3 separate regions of the Gossypium hirsutum genome follow, and all the other regions are linked to region 3. The links are chromatin contacts, called in public Hi-C maps. All regions are on one chromosome and are shown on one strand. Each heading gives the region's core, a stretch centred on a gene start, on an enhancer-like site or on the middle of the called end of the contact. The rest is flanking DNA. Distances are from core to core; before and after follow the strand shown.

Region 1 (3,115 bases), core at 59-2,558, 210 kb after region 3:
ATGAAATAGCTTTAAATGCTACGAATCTACGAATCAAAATTCATACAGCTTTCTTTCTTGATTTTTGTCAATATCAACTTGAATCTAAAATATTTTCTTCTACTCATAGTTAAGTGCTGATTCACCTTACCAATCATATTAAAATTATTATTTAAAAAAGTAATATTCATTAAAAATGTTTACTAATTAATGTTATCTTAAAAAAAAACTGAGGAACTGATAGAAGTTGTAAAAGAAAGGGAGACAAAGCAGCGGCAGACAAGGAGCTGCAGACACCTCAGGAAAAGAAAAAGCGAAGATATCTAATCCATTTGAATGCTTCCAAAGTCAACACAATGAATCACAGCAGTTACTTTCCTTTTTTTATTATTTATTAAAATATTTATTTATTTTTAAATTAAAATACTTAGATTCAATTCCCCCTAGATCCCTATATATTTCTCTATAAGAAATTACTTAACTATTCTAAATATTACTTAATTATTTTTAATTTTTTATATAAAATAATTTAATTTTTACCCACGTCCTCGATGTGACCAAATTCTAGTTCCAATAACATCTCGAGTAACTTAATGTTATTTGACTCAATGAAATTACCCAATTAAGAAAAAAACATTAAATGTTTAAAATAAAAAATTTATAAATATCTTTTCACTTAAAAAAACCTTATTTATTTTCAAATTCAATTTTTACGTGTATATTTTTAGTCAAATATTAATTATTGATTTTTATTTCATAATATATAATAATTAGTATTTGGTACTTGATAATATATATTATTCTACAAGTCGCTTTAAAATATGTCATATGAATTTTTTAAAATATTTATTTTTTAATATTTTATTATATTTTTTAATATTTTAATTCTACTTGTAAGGTCTAAAAATTTCACTGATAATATATCAAATACTTTTCCAATATACAATTATTTAACTTTCTTTTGAAAAGAATTATTTAACTTTTTTATTCATTATTTTTTCAAATATTTTTGTGTATCTATATATTTATTATGAACTTTTAATTAAATTGATGTCACGAGTTAATCGAATATCAATTTAATAAAAAAATAAAAAAAAACTTCACTTTACAAAATAAATTGAATTATTTTGAGGATATTTTTATCATTTTATATATTTTATTTAGAAAATCAGAAATATATATAATTAGATTTAAACCACCTTATGTTATGTATGTAGAAATAAAGAAAGGGCCGAAAAGGATATTATTTTGGACAAAATAGATGGGTTTTATCCTTAGACTTGGCCCTCAAGAGCTTCGGCTTATAACCACATCTTCTCCACCTCCTCAATCGGCAACCCTTTGGTTTCAGGCACAAGCCAATAAATGAAACTAAACCCAATCACTGCAAACCCCACCAAATAAGAAGAATGTGCCAGCCGAACCAAGAGCTTTGGTGAGGCTTAGGAATGTCAAACTAACTATGAGATTGGATATCCAGTTAGAAACAGCCGCCAAATCCCCACCAATGCCTCTGTACCTCAGTGGATATATCTCCGAGTTCACAATCCATGGAACAGTTCCCATTCCTGGTGAGTAGGAAAGGATGTAAAATCCTAGGAAAACAACCGCCAGGAACCCGAATTCGCTTGGACAACCGTCTTTGAACCATGTCCCACGGCACCAATCTCTTTGTTTCGTGGTGAGTTCCAGCATGTTCCAGGCGAGTACTGCGCAATGAAATGAATAAATCAATCACTGATGTAAAATGGATCATGTCAATGGCTGAAAATGGAATCTATGTTTGCCTCGTTTGCTGTATTCGAGCAGAATCCGCAACCGGCTTTCAAGCAGGACATGCAGTTCCCTGATGAAGGCTTCGGGGTTGATATATAGCTACAACATGTAGTGTTGGGTATGGAATTGGTGTCAAGTTGGTTGACTTTCGGAGCATGACTGGCAGCTTCGAGGAATATTATCGATAACGACACGAGGTAAAGGATGATACCAACCATGGAAACAAGCATCAACCTTCTCCTACCATATCTGTCAACGAAAACCATACTGACGATTGAGCCAACGGCATTAAGACCGGAGGTGATCAACGAAAGTGCCAATGCTGTCTCGTTTGAAGCAAATCCTGCAAACTGATGAGCCACTTGAACCGTTATACCAGCATAGAGTCCTCTTCGGACTACAACATTGCTTAAAGCACCCTTCAGCTTCTGTATCAGGTTGTCACCAATGGCATGCTCATCGGCTTTTTCCGCTTCGACGGAGAGTTTCAAGGCATTCATCTCATCATCAACTTCGTTAGCCGGAAATATTTTCTCTAAGATGGATCTGGCCTCTTCCTCCTTGTTCTGAACAACAACAAAATGTTATAATGTGAATCGAAACATACCAACAATGCATACAACATAAGTTTCAAGATTGCATATAAGAGCAACGTTGTAACGTGTCTGTAAAGCCATCTAGGGGACTCGGGAAGTGACAGCATCAAGATCAATTGAAAGAGTGCTGGAACCGCTGCGATCCCGAGCATCCAACGCCAGGTCCAACTTGTCTGGAACAAAGATTGCATGTTGCTCATCAAACCTTCCAATGTACCTGAACTTCAATTGACAAGGAAATATAATTTTCTGATTCTAGTGATTGTAACATTTACCTTAGTGAAGGCCAGATTGATAAGGTAAGACAGAAACTGTCCTCCTGTAATGAGCAAACCGTTAGTACTAACTAATGCGCCTCCAATACGAGCAGGAGAAGCTTCGGAAATATAAAGAGGTGCGGTCATTGAAGTCATTCCGACCCCTAAACCCACTAAAATCCTTCCAAGAATAATCATTACTGGTGCTGGAGCAAATGCCATAACTAAGGCGCCCACAGCAAATAGTACATCGGCAAGCAAAATTGATCTTTTCCGGCCAAACCTGTCGCTTATCCATCCTCCAATTGCTGCACCACCGATAGCACCAGCTACAGCCATACTCAGTATGAGCTCCTGACAATCAGCACATAATAGAACATTTAATCAGCAAGTAAACCAGCAATGCTTTTGTTTTTTCAGGTAAGTGAAGCAATGAAGAGTATGTAACCTGTAACCATGTTTTTCGGTCGACTTGTTCGAAGTCCTCACGGATATAAAGCAGGGCAC
Region 2 (2,783 bases), core at 267-2,766, 240 kb after region 3:
AATTACTTATATTTTTAAATATAGTTTTTTAAAATTATAATGGGTGAATTCATCCGACAAAAATTTAAAAAATTATCCTACAAAAAATTTAAAAATGACCCATCAAAATTTTTGAAAAAGAATTCCTTTTTTTATAAAAATTATTTTATATAAAAATAAACCAACTTTTCTCCAATATTGAAACTCAAATCTCTAATTCTTTTATTTTCCTTTTATACTCGTCACTTTCTTTTAAATTACTCTTATTTTCTCACAGAATCTCTCTAGAATTTTAAAAAGATATATGATCAGCCTAATTTAGTAGCAACTTTTTTTTCAAGCTTTATTAATTAATATCCAAAAAATTAAGATTGTGACTTTTCTTGTGATAGATTTAGATTTTTTATGCAAAATTTAGTTTTTTATTTATTGAATGAGTTTGGGATATTTATTTTTTATGAGATTCTTAACATCTTCATTGGGTAATAATTTTTAGAGGTTAATACAAATTATTGAAGAAATTAGGATTGATTGTATTTATAATCTCGAATTTCTTGAACATTGGTTAGAAATTTAACATTTTTATTTAGAAATTGTTGCTTGCTTGCTTGTGTAATTACTATGAATCTTATGATTGAAAATTAACATATTGCATTCTCGTGATACCAAAGAGCACTTAGTAATTTTTATTTTTGTGAAGAAAAATTACTAATTGTATGTTGGCTTCGTGAAAACCTTTGTGTTTAATGCTTAGATTTTTTGTTCTAACTGTTTAACAAGAATGAAAAAAACAAAATAAAAGAAGGTGTACTAGTCAAGTAGAGTATTTTCTAACAGAAATTCTTAGATTTATTTGTTTTAAATGTTGGCTTGTGTTGCTTTTGTTAGTTGCTATAACAAGTGTGGAAAGAAGATCTCTTGCAATGAAAATTATGAAAAATCGTTGAAGTAATGGAATTGGAGATCAATAGATGAATGGTTATTTGATGAGAATGATATTTTTAAAAATATTGAAACCGTTTCAACACATGAGAAAGAATTGTGGACAATTGCATAACAAGTACATATTATTCAAATATTCTTTCCATTCATATCCATTTATGTTTGGTTTTTAGAAAATAAGAATAAAGTCAAAAATAAAAATCCCAAATCTGTTTGGAACAAATTGAATTTTATTTATTTTTAGAACCCAAATAAATGTTAAAATGGGCCCAAATTCATTTTTTAAGCCCAAGTTAGTTTTTCTTTAAATCAAAAGCACAAATTATTCTGAAGCCCAGATTTGTTTAAACTCTAATTGAAAGCCCAATCCATTGCCACAAGGCCTCTTGCTTTTGAACCTTAAAACTTGAATCCATATCAGTCCTATATATTTATTATGCAAAACTTAAGATTGAACTCGGTGGCTTCATATAAAGAAAAAGACAGTTTGAAGTTGGACTGTGATGCAAATTAATTTGTGGTTTAAAATAAGGATGGACCAGTACAAGAATCCTTCCAAGCTCCGCTGGCCCCAAATGCCTTAAATTTAGACATCAGATTGCCATGTACTCCATATAAAAACAAATTACTTCCCATATGACATGGTCTTAAAAAAATACACAAATGTATATACCAATATCCCCATTTTTTTAGCACAACATAATTAATTGAATTTCATCCCAATTCAATTATTGAAAGCAGTTTACTTTGTTTAGTGGCGGTGCCAACCTCCGGGTTGGCTAGCTTCCACCTTTTTCCTCTTCCATTAATCCTTTCGATCTTTTTTTCTCATTCATTATACATGTTTTCTCTCTTTTTAGTTTGTAAATCTATTTTGTGGGTATTTTTGTTCTCTTCACAAGTTGTGATGGATAGATGACAGTGCTTGTCGTTTGCTAAAATTTCACCAGCCACTAGTAGTTTTTCTTGGAAAGTGGGTAGCTCTTTATCAACTTCTTAATTTGTTTTTGTTTTGAGAGTATTTTAGAATAATAAATGATTTTACGTGTTGATTTGGACTCGTGTTGTCTTAAGTTTTATATTTTTTTATTTCTTTTTTCATTGTTTAATAAGTCTTCAATTTTAAAAGTTTTTGTCTACTCTTGTAGCACGTTTTTTAGTCTTGCTTATGCTTGTAATATTAGTTTTACAAGTGATTTTAGGGATGATTTTGTTGTCATCCTCTCTAGTTTGGTGAATGCTTATTCTTTTGTCGATTTTCGCTCGCAGCTTTGGACCATCCAGAGCTGATTTTCTTATCGTATTAAGTGCTTGCAAACACTCTAGATATGTCATGCTTGAGTTGTAACAAAGCCAGTTGTCAATGTGTCATAATATTTTATTGATGTTGAGGCTAAAGCCTTTGTTGTGTTGATGGAATTTGTTCTTCACTACCTACGACGAGTGTTTGCTGTTTTTCTTTTTGATTTGCATGATTCCATTCAATAAATAAACTAATGAATTTACCTTTAAATTTTTTTTATTAAATTTACTTTAAAAAAATAATTATATCATTTAACAAATAGATTAAAAGATTCCACTCCTTTTAAAAACCATCACTCTTTCAAAATTTATATCTTCCATTACTTGCTTTCTTAAAAACACTATTATCAAAAAGTATCCACTATCTCTTTTTTTTTTTAAATACAAAATTTTCATTTAAACAAATACCCCTATAATTTCTCGTGAGTGTGCATATATCTAATCTAAAATAGGATTGCGTCATGATAACATGCACATGCATGTACCTTACACATATCCCCTATTACCAAATCTGCTTAATTTATTTCCTAAACTGACCCAATTATTGAATTAAATGTGAA
Region 3 (2,822 bases), core at 270-2,769:
GGCATGGAATGCCGTTTTATAAACTAAACTTTGAAATAATTTGTTTTCAAACATGAGTGTATTTCAAAGATCACCATTAATTAGTTTATATTTGTAAAATTTGCTTTAAGCTAGATCGAGAGTTTTTCATGACTGTGATTTATGGGGCTTTTGTCTTTGATTGAAGAGTGGAGCCAACCGCATCTATAAGGGGGAATTTTCATTGCGATTATTGATTGTATTTGAAATTGATTCCATTTGACTTTTAAGTGTACGGTCATTTGAGTTCACTAAAATCTGAAAATTATGGTGGGCGTTATAATATTTTTACAAAAGTCAATCGGTTATCAATTTAATAGGGTGAAATAAAAATATTAAATTATTAAAATTCTCATGATAGAAAAAAAAAAAGAATGGAACAATCGTTAGGAGGTTCGGGGGTAGGAAGGGCAAAGAAAGTCCGTCGTCGGGATGATGATCCAACGGATGTGGGTGATATGGAGACTGATGATGGAGGTTCAAAAGTGGCTTCGTTCAAGGACAAACTACTAGGTTGGAATCATAAGAGGAAGATTATGAGGAGGATGAATTTGAGCTCCTTGATGGTGATGTTGTTACAGAGATGATGAACGGAATTCTAGATATCAAATTCTCAGAAAGAGTACACACTCTGATTCAAAAGAGTATGGCGAAAACAGTGATCATCAAGTTTCTTGGCAGGAAAATTGGCTTTTACAATCTAATTTCTAAGCTTCATTTGTTGTGGAAACCAAGACGATCGTTCCAGCTAATGGACTTAGAAAATGATTACTACTTCGTTAAGTTTCAATCAAAAGAAGATTATAACAAGGGGTTAATTGAAGGGCCTTGGACGATTTACGGCCAATATCTAATAGTTCAGCCATGGTCTTCTTTGTTCAGTACTTCTCAAAGCCTTCCGAATCAATTAGTGGTTTGGATCCGACTTCCAGGTTTCTCAAGATCTTTTTACAAAAAATGCTTACTAGAAGTGGGTAATTCGATTGGCCAGGTGATTAAGGTGGATAATCAAACGGAAAACAGGATGAGGGGCCAATTTGCAAGGATGGAAGTAAGTGCTGATCTCAATTGTCCTCTAATCTCTAAGGTCCGTGTAGAAGGGAAACTGCAGAGAGTGGAGTATGAAGGCTTACCGAATGTCTACTTTGGTTGTGGACTCTATGGCCATCAGAAGGAGGTATGGCCTAAGCTACGACAAGAGGAACTGACAGAAAATCTGGAAGAGAACGTGAAATTGAAAACACCAGCACCAGCAGAATTGAACAGAAGGGCGGAAACGAAGGAGTTCGACTCATGGATGGTTGTCTCGTGCCATTCACGGAGGCTTACAAGGAGGAACACGATTATGGATACAAATAAGCAAAATCACAGTATTGGCTCACGTTTCTCCTTAATTTCTAATTGGAATTGCTGAAATTATGGAAGGGCAGATAAAAGATAACAGTAGAGCTGTTAGGCCTTCTTTGGGCTTCTCAATGGGTGAAAATAATGGGCCTCGATAAATGGGTCAAAAAATAAAGGGAAGTTGGCAGTTAGTGTTGGGCCTAAGAAAAAGGTATTGGTTGGAATAAAATAAGGAGTTAATAGCCTGAAACAAAAAGGCATACAAATCAATGAACCACGTTAGGAATTTGAGCTGAAGAAAGTTGGGATGGGGATAACGTTTCAGGGATTGACTGAATACAAGGAAAGTTTGAGTGGGAAAAATAAGCATAAGGCAGCGGTAGTCGAAGAAAATCAAAATCCGAACATCGTGGTGGTTGAGGGGGAAAGGGGTGGCGGTAGCTTGGCCCTGGAATTTCTTTATTGTGTTTTAGCGTCTTCTGTACCACCTGGATCATCTAGCGTCAAATGGGGCAAGTCTTGTGATCAGAACCACATTACGTTACGGAACAAAGAGAATGAAGAAGTTATGGTGTCGACGGTGGAATTAGTAGATGACATCTCAAAGAAAATTGATTCGTTTGTGGGCTTGATAAAAGATAACATTAATGACAGCATGAAGCTTCAAGAGGAGCAAAGAAAGGACCTTATTAACCAGGTTCGATGTCAAAATTGTTTGTTTGGGTTTTCATTTCTTTGTTATTCTTTTGGATGAGTCCAAAATTATTAGTATGGAACTATCAAGGTTGTGTGCGTACTCGTTTTAATTGCATTTTGAAGGAGTATGTCTGTGAGTTTGATATGGATGTGGTTTTGTTATTAGAAACTAGAATCAGTGGGTTGAGGGTGGAGTCGATTATTATGAATTTGGGTTTTGACTACTCTCACAGGGTGGAAGCGAGAGGTTTTGCAGGAGGCATTTGGGTTATGTGGAAGGACACAATGTCAATTAATATTCAATTGTGCCATTTTCAATACATTCACTTGTCTGTGAATAGGGCTGTAGTTTATGGGAGTCCGGATGCAAAGAAAAGAGAGTTATTATGGGATTCATTAAATCAAATGGCAAGGATGATGAAGAAATCGTGGTTATTGGGAGGTGATTGGAATGCAATTCTTGGTGCTAAGGACTACAAATGACCGAATAAGGGAAGAAAACATGGATGTCAGAGATTTAATGCCTTTTTGTTAAATCATGACTTGTACGATTTGGGGTTCACAGATCCAAAATTTACATGGAACAGGGGGCTGACGTTTGAATGACTTGATCGTGGTATAGGTAATATGGAATGGATTAAAGAGTATCCAAATTATGTTATTCGACATCTACACTGTTTAAAATAAGACCATCGTCCATTACTTATTTCACTTGAAGGGCAAGAGAAGATAAAAGGCTTGCGACCATTTCGTTTCTCTGTTAG

Evidence for each region. A called contact is a pair of places that touch in the nucleus more often than the background predicts.
Region 1: a contact with region 3 is called in a Hi-C map of leaf, with 2.1 times the contacts expected there. The contact joins two enhancer-like sites. A contact is called at or near these places in 5 of 34 Hi-C or Micro-C datasets (callus and leaf).
Region 2: a contact with region 3 is called in a Hi-C map of leaf, with 4 times the contacts expected there. The contact joins two enhancer-like sites. A contact is called at or near these places in 4 of 34 Hi-C or Micro-C datasets (hypocotyl and leaf).

The regions. Positions count from the first base shown.
Region 1 is chrD05:34,342,328-34,345,442 of Gossypium_hirsutum_v2.1, forward strand. It overlaps the pseudogene LOC107902446. Among protein-coding and RNA genes, the nearest start is that of LOC121217365, 11 kb to the right of the region's middle. Within about 2 kb of position 1,309, at least 4 of the 9 cell types and tissues checked have an H3K27ac peak or open chromatin away from gene starts, as enhancers often do. A contact at or near this core is called in leaf, where this site is marked.
Region 2 is chrD05:34,373,870-34,376,652 of Gossypium_hirsutum_v2.1, forward strand. No RefSeq gene overlaps it. Among protein-coding and RNA genes, the nearest start is that of LOC107904138, 14 kb to the right of the region's middle. Within about 2 kb of position 1,517, at least 5 of the 9 cell types and tissues checked have an H3K27ac peak or open chromatin away from gene starts, as enhancers often do. A contact at or near this core is called in hypocotyl and leaf, where this site is marked.
Region 3 is chrD05:34,135,587-34,138,408 of Gossypium_hirsutum_v2.1, forward strand. No RefSeq gene overlaps it. Among protein-coding and RNA genes, the nearest start is that of TRNAD-GUC, 57 kb to the left of the region's middle. Within about 2 kb of position 1,520, at least 8 of the 9 cell types and tissues checked have an H3K27ac peak or open chromatin away from gene starts, as enhancers often do. A contact at or near this core is called in hypocotyl and leaf, where this site is marked.